Regions from separate parts of the Sus scrofa genome. Here region 2 is linked to region 1. The links are chromatin contacts, called in public Hi-C maps. All regions are on one chromosome and are shown on one strand. Each heading gives the region's core, a stretch centred on a gene start, on an enhancer-like site or on the middle of the called end of the contact. The rest is flanking DNA. Distances are from core to core; before and after follow the strand shown. Region 1 has its middle 250 kb from the start of ZPLD1. Region 2 holds the start of NFKBIZ (NFKB inhibitor zeta).

Region 1 (2,878 bases), core at 73-2,572:
AAACACTAGTGTGTCTGCCTGGAAAACTCCTCCTACTTCTTCACCTGTCAAATTTCTCTTCCCTCAAGACAACTAAAGCATCATCTCCCAGGCCTCGAATTTTGATATTTTTCCTTCTTTGTGCCCTCAAAGCAACTGTGCTCCAGCATTCATTGTTTTGTTTTCATTCATTTATTGATTCACTTATTAGTTCTTTGTAATTTCCTAACATATAAGTCCTGTTACTTTGAAGGAAATCAGTGAGTGCAATAGGAAATCATATATACATTTTTAAAAAGAATCATAGACAAGGAACAGGGAAATAGAAGAGTTTGGATTTTATGAAAGTGACAGGAAGAAAAGCAGAGTAGAAATTGAAGAGACAGAGGAGCAGAGAAAAGCCGACGGCCTCTTCTCACCTGCTTCCCATCACAACACACGGGCCTCCATCACTTAACAGACCAGCAGGACCCAAAAACCAGCCCTGCCCCTAATAGCTAAGGGGTATTAATTACTAATGACCTGGTATATATTACTAATCCTCTCTAAGCTCCAGTTTCCTCATCCCTGAAATGGAGGTAAGTACATTATCCTCTTGTCACAGAGTTGTTGTGAAGATTAAATCAGATAATGCTTATGACAATGCTTATGACACGATGCTTTGTACATAATAAATACATGACAAATGTTAGCTGAAAATGCATTCCTAGCTAATGTTGAGGAATAAAGGAAAATCTTTTTTCTTAGGTCCCATATGCACATGGACATGGCCAGGACTAGTACATTAGACTAGTCTGTTATGGAGTCACTCTCTGATTCAGGACATTTTAGCTCAGAGCTGAATGCAGCAGAGCAAAACGAAATCAGCAATATTACCATCAGTTGAATCCATCCTCCAGTTGAAAGATACATCAGTTATAAGCTAGGGATTGGGGTCAAGAATATTTTTATATTTCTATATTAATGACATAGTTTTAGTGTTTTGAGTTTAGAAAGAAAGCATATGAGAAAGCACAAAATCATACTAGCTGGCACATGAAAGATTCAAGAAAGATCAAACCCCACAGCAAAAAAGTTTCATTTAATGTACCCTGTTCTTCTCAAGCCTCCTGATGTTACCAAAAAATTCTTTTCAAACTGAAAAGTGTTTCCCTATTGACCCAAGCACTGGGTTGGATTTGGAGGTAAAATATTATCCAATTGGATTAATTATTATATCACATGGGATCAGATGCCTCCACCAGGCACCAGTTTTCTTGGTTGGTCACATATTAACAATCATCGTCTTGACATTCTAAATATGCTGTCTGATTAGTAGTTCCTGGCAGCAGTGACTGATAGCAGTTACTGGAATCTCTGCTTACTGGGTGGTTACGTAATAGCTACACCTAGCTGCATGGCTAGTCACGATATATATTTCATGATGTTTGGCCTGACGAGTGTCATATTCACCAGACTAGTCTCATTATTTGCTTCACATGTTTTGCTTACCTTACCTTTGTGCCTTTGCTCTGTCTTTCCTCCACCCAAAATGACCTTTCCAATTGTTCAAATTCTAGAATTCTTTTAAGATTCTAGTAAAATGCTCTTTTTGGCTGTCAACCACCCAGTAAAAAAACAGTTTGCTTCTAAACCCCACTGTATTTTATTTTCTGCACAGTGGTTTTTATTTTGTATCCTGTATTTTCCTTACTAGCACAACACCTTATCTACAATTGGCACTAAATAAAAGTTTACTGAAGGCATGAACTAGTGACCCACTACAACTAAGAATACTATGAATTACTTGAAAATGTAAACAGACATATCATCTTAATGAAAAGAAAAGATTTTACTCCCTATGAGGAAATCCTGCTTTTTAACTAACAGCTAAATCCACTTCCTGTTCATGTACCTCCTAAAAGGTTTAGGAAGAAGACTCTAGGCAGAATAAATTCTAGAATAGCATCTCTGGCTTATCATAAAAATAGCTTGGCCTTGCTTGCATTTCTTGGATATTGAAACACTTCCCCAAGTAGGGGCTGAAATCAGAATTAGGGAAAGTTGGAAATGATGGATTTAAGTTGGTACTTTGGGCATGAAAAAAGAGCAGAAATGCTTTCTGCTTGTCCCCTTTACTGATCGACCCATTCCTAGACATGAGAGTCCTACAGAGGTTAGAGATGACCGAGAACTAGGTCAGGGTAAAAAAATGGGAGGATGATAGATTATATTTATATGGGCTCAGTATTATGTGATATTAAGGAATTATTTTCAATTTCATCAGATTGAGTAATGGCATGCTTATTGTGAAATATAAAAGCTTTATTGGTTAGAGATGCATGTTGCAAAATGACATAATTTCTGGGATTTTCTTTGAAAAACTGAAGAGAAAGAGGAGGAATGGAGAAAAACAAGACTGGGAAAATGTTGATAATTAGTTGACTGATCAGTTTAAAGAAGCTTATTATACTATTCTCTACATTTTTGTGTGTTAAACTACTCCTACTCTAGAGTTCTAAGGCAATAATTATCATCATATACCTGATCTCCAAACTAGATGTTTGCCTGAAATTACAAGTAAGGGGAAAAAAGGGAATTTTAATTATCTAGATCACCAGTCTGTGCCATTTGATTTAACGGACACTACTCAAGATTACTGTTGTGTGACGTCTTCGGTTAAGTCAGAAAACTATACACCTGAGGCATAAGCTGGAAGAGATAAGTGAGGTTTTAACCTCAACTATACTAAAGTTATGTACATTGTGTCCTTAATCAAAGTTTCAGAAATCCCAGTAGACCAGTTCTCGGTGCTTGTTTGTCTGACATTTTTGGAAGTCATAGTTATGAGTTATATTTAAAAAAAAAAAATCAGTCATACTGGAGTTCTCATTGTGGCTCAATGGATTAAGAACCTGAC
Region 2 (2,806 bases), core at 280-2,779, 330 kb after region 1:
AACTCCTGGATAGGGCCAATTAAACAACTAGTTAGTTTTATGTTTAAGTTTAGGTCTATCTTGCCAGACTCAAACACAGCATTTCCCAGGAATGACAACAGTTAGTAATTCAACGTCACGGGGAGAAATATTCAGTTTCAGAAATCCCCTACGGTGAACCAAAGAACTAGTAAGTTAGTTTCAGCCAGATAAAGGCCAAATGTGAAGGGAAAAAAGGTTCTAAATGTACAATTTTTGCATTTGCTACACACTTAACATAGAGGGGGCATGTTATGCAACGGAACAGCTTAAATCACTTTTTAAACTTTAAAATGAAAAATCTCATTTTAAAACAAAACACAACCAAAACAGGAGTGGCTGGCAGTGGGGAACACCTGACAGAAAATGTTCTTTAAAATCATGCTGATTAAATTTTCCAACATTTGAGATTATCTAGAAGTTCTTTGGTTTATCTACAGTGGCATTCTGTTTTCCCCCAAATTATACAACTAGGTTCATTAAGAAAAAGAAACTAACAATTCTCAGCCCAAGAAAGAAAACACTACGCCTTTCTTTGCCAGATACAGCTAAACCATTCAAAGGCACACAAAACAAGAGTGCAGAAATTCTGGGCAGACTTCAGAAAAATCACAAACTCAAGGTATAAATTGGATTTCGGCCAGTTTCATCTCATATCTTGATAATATTGGTTTCTTTTTTTTTTATAAAGTTCCTTTATTTAAAAATCCCACAAATACGTACTTCGGAAGAAATAAATCACGACCTTCGATACTGTGCTCAAACCCTTATCACCAGCTACAGCCTTTCACCAAAACAGTCAGAAGAAAAAGTTACAACTGCATCAGATCCAAAACCTCACCACAGAATGTGAATTAGAGCTTAATAAAGGTGCTTTTGGTTTTGTTTTGTTTTTAAGAAAAAACGAGAAAATCTAACGTCATCCCCTCCCCAAGTTAGAGCTGTAGGTTTCAAGCTACCGGGTCAGCTGGACGGCGCCCAGATTTCACAGACGGTCAAACGACATCGAACGGCATGAAACACCCAACGCAGGGCAAGGCATCCAGTAGTCGCCTAATAATGGCGGCTAGCGTGATTTTGAAAGCCGCTAAGGTAGACGCAGAGGCCACCCAACATCTGGCCTTGGTACTTGCATCTGGGCGGCTCAGACTCCCCTCCCTGCCGGTGGGCCGCGCGCAGGCTGGCATCCAGGGGCCTCCCCTACCCGGGCCGGTGGGTACCTTGCAGCCGCTCAGCACGCGCGCCGCCTCTCGGCCGGGACTCCACCGCCCCGCAGGAGGACACCGATGAGGCAGAGGAGAAGTCGGAGGAGTCGGAGCCAGGTGAGCCGGGCGCCGAGGGCCCAGACGACGAGCAGCTCGCGTCGCAGGCGCCGGGGGCGGCGGCGGCGGGCGGCGACGCGCTGTAGAAGTAGGCCAGGTTGAGCGGGCTGGTCATGAGACCGCAGTCGCCGGCCGCGTCCAGCAGCCCTTCTCCGCCGCGGCTGTCGTCCAGCAGCTTGTCCACGATCATGCTCCCGGGCTCGGCGCTCGGGGACCCCAGACACCTGTGCCACCGGCTCGCTGAGCGCGGCTACCTCCCGGCTCTGGCTGTGGCTGTGGCTGTGGCCGTGAAGAGCTCGGAGACCGACGCGGGTACGGGCGCGGCCCCGGGCTGCTCGACTATTTAACCGGCCTTCGCGGCCAGGGGCGGGGAGAAGGGGCCGTCGCGTCGCCAGCCTCCCCCGTCCGCGATCGGGCCATTGGCAGCGTCCCGGCCGCCTCCCGGCCCCTCCTCCGGATGCGCCCTGTTTCCAGTAAAATGTACAGGATGAAGCAATGTGTCCTCCGCCCTCACCCCGCCCGCCAGGCTCCGCCCAGACCGAAGGGCTGTTTTCTTGCCCTTCACCTGGAAACCCAGACCCCGGACCACCGAGCCCCGCCCCAGCCGCCCGCCGCCGCGAGATGCCCCGGCCCGCCTGGCCTAGGCGCCCAGAAAGGGGGCGCGCAGCACGGGCCTCATCCGCGGAGGGCGGCGCGGAGGCGGGGAGGCAACGATGGGAACAGGTCGGCCTGGTTCCACGGAGTAGGAAGTGCTAGAAGGTGCGCGCCACGCAGCGCTCCTGCCGCCCTGCCCCAAGCTTCTTGCGAGCCCAGCCAAAGTGTCTCTGGAAGGTTCTTAAAGGCCCGTCTTCCCTCAACTTAGCGTTTGGCAACGTTCCTTTTGGCCACGTCCCAGAGAGATGTTGAAGTCATTTTTCTATACTCAGTTAACGTCTGGGCAATGATTTTTTTTTTCTTTTTTGGTGCAGCCGGGAATAAAATGCGATGCCCTGTATCCCTGTCTCCTTCAATATGGGGGGGAAGCACCTTAGCAAAATGATAAGTATACATGTATGTGTCAGTATTTATATAGATGTAATTTCTTCATTTCTGCATGACTTTGTGTTGGATAAACACAGGAATTTTGCTCTTTCCTACCTTAAACATTTTAATGAAGTTAACACTTTTTTTTTTTTAATTGAATCCCTGTTACTTGTTAAAAACTTGCCTAGTAGTTAGCAGGAACAAAAGATAAATGAGTTATATCTGCCCTTTCAAGTATATTTTAATCCTCTGAGAATAAATACATACATGCTATATTAAAAGAAACTGAGTATGATTAAATATCATGAGTGATTCAAAGTTCAGCGAGTGTCCTAAAAAGAAAGACAACCTCTGGGAGAGGGAAAGATGAAGTCATGAGGAAAATCTTTGCAAAGAAGGTGTCATTGGAGATAAGATGCCACCCAAAAAGAGGGGTGGGGTTT

Evidence for each region. A called contact is a pair of places that touch in the nucleus more often than the background predicts.
Region 2: a contact with region 1 is called in a Hi-C map of liver, with 3 times the contacts expected there. The contact joins the promoter of NFKBIZ here to the enhancer-like site in region 1. A contact is called at or near these places in 1 of 47 Hi-C or Micro-C datasets (liver) and 1 of 2 datasets of contacts at active chromatin or transcription factors (alveolar macrophages).

Annotation. Positions count from the first base shown.
Region 1 is chr13:156,938,314-156,941,191 of Sscrofa11.1, forward strand. No RefSeq gene overlaps it. Among named protein-coding and RNA genes, the nearest start is that of ZPLD1, 250 kb to the left of the region's middle. Within about 2 kb of position 1,323, at least 11 of the 83 cell types and tissues checked have an H3K27ac peak or open chromatin away from gene starts, as enhancers often do. A contact at or near this core is called in liver, where this site is marked.
Region 2 is chr13:157,271,034-157,273,839 of Sscrofa11.1, forward strand. It overlaps NFKBIZ (NFKB inhibitor zeta), which reads right to left and starts at 1,530. Exons shown (of 12, transcript NM_001315599.1): 1 at 1,239-1,530. The coding sequence starts at 1,530.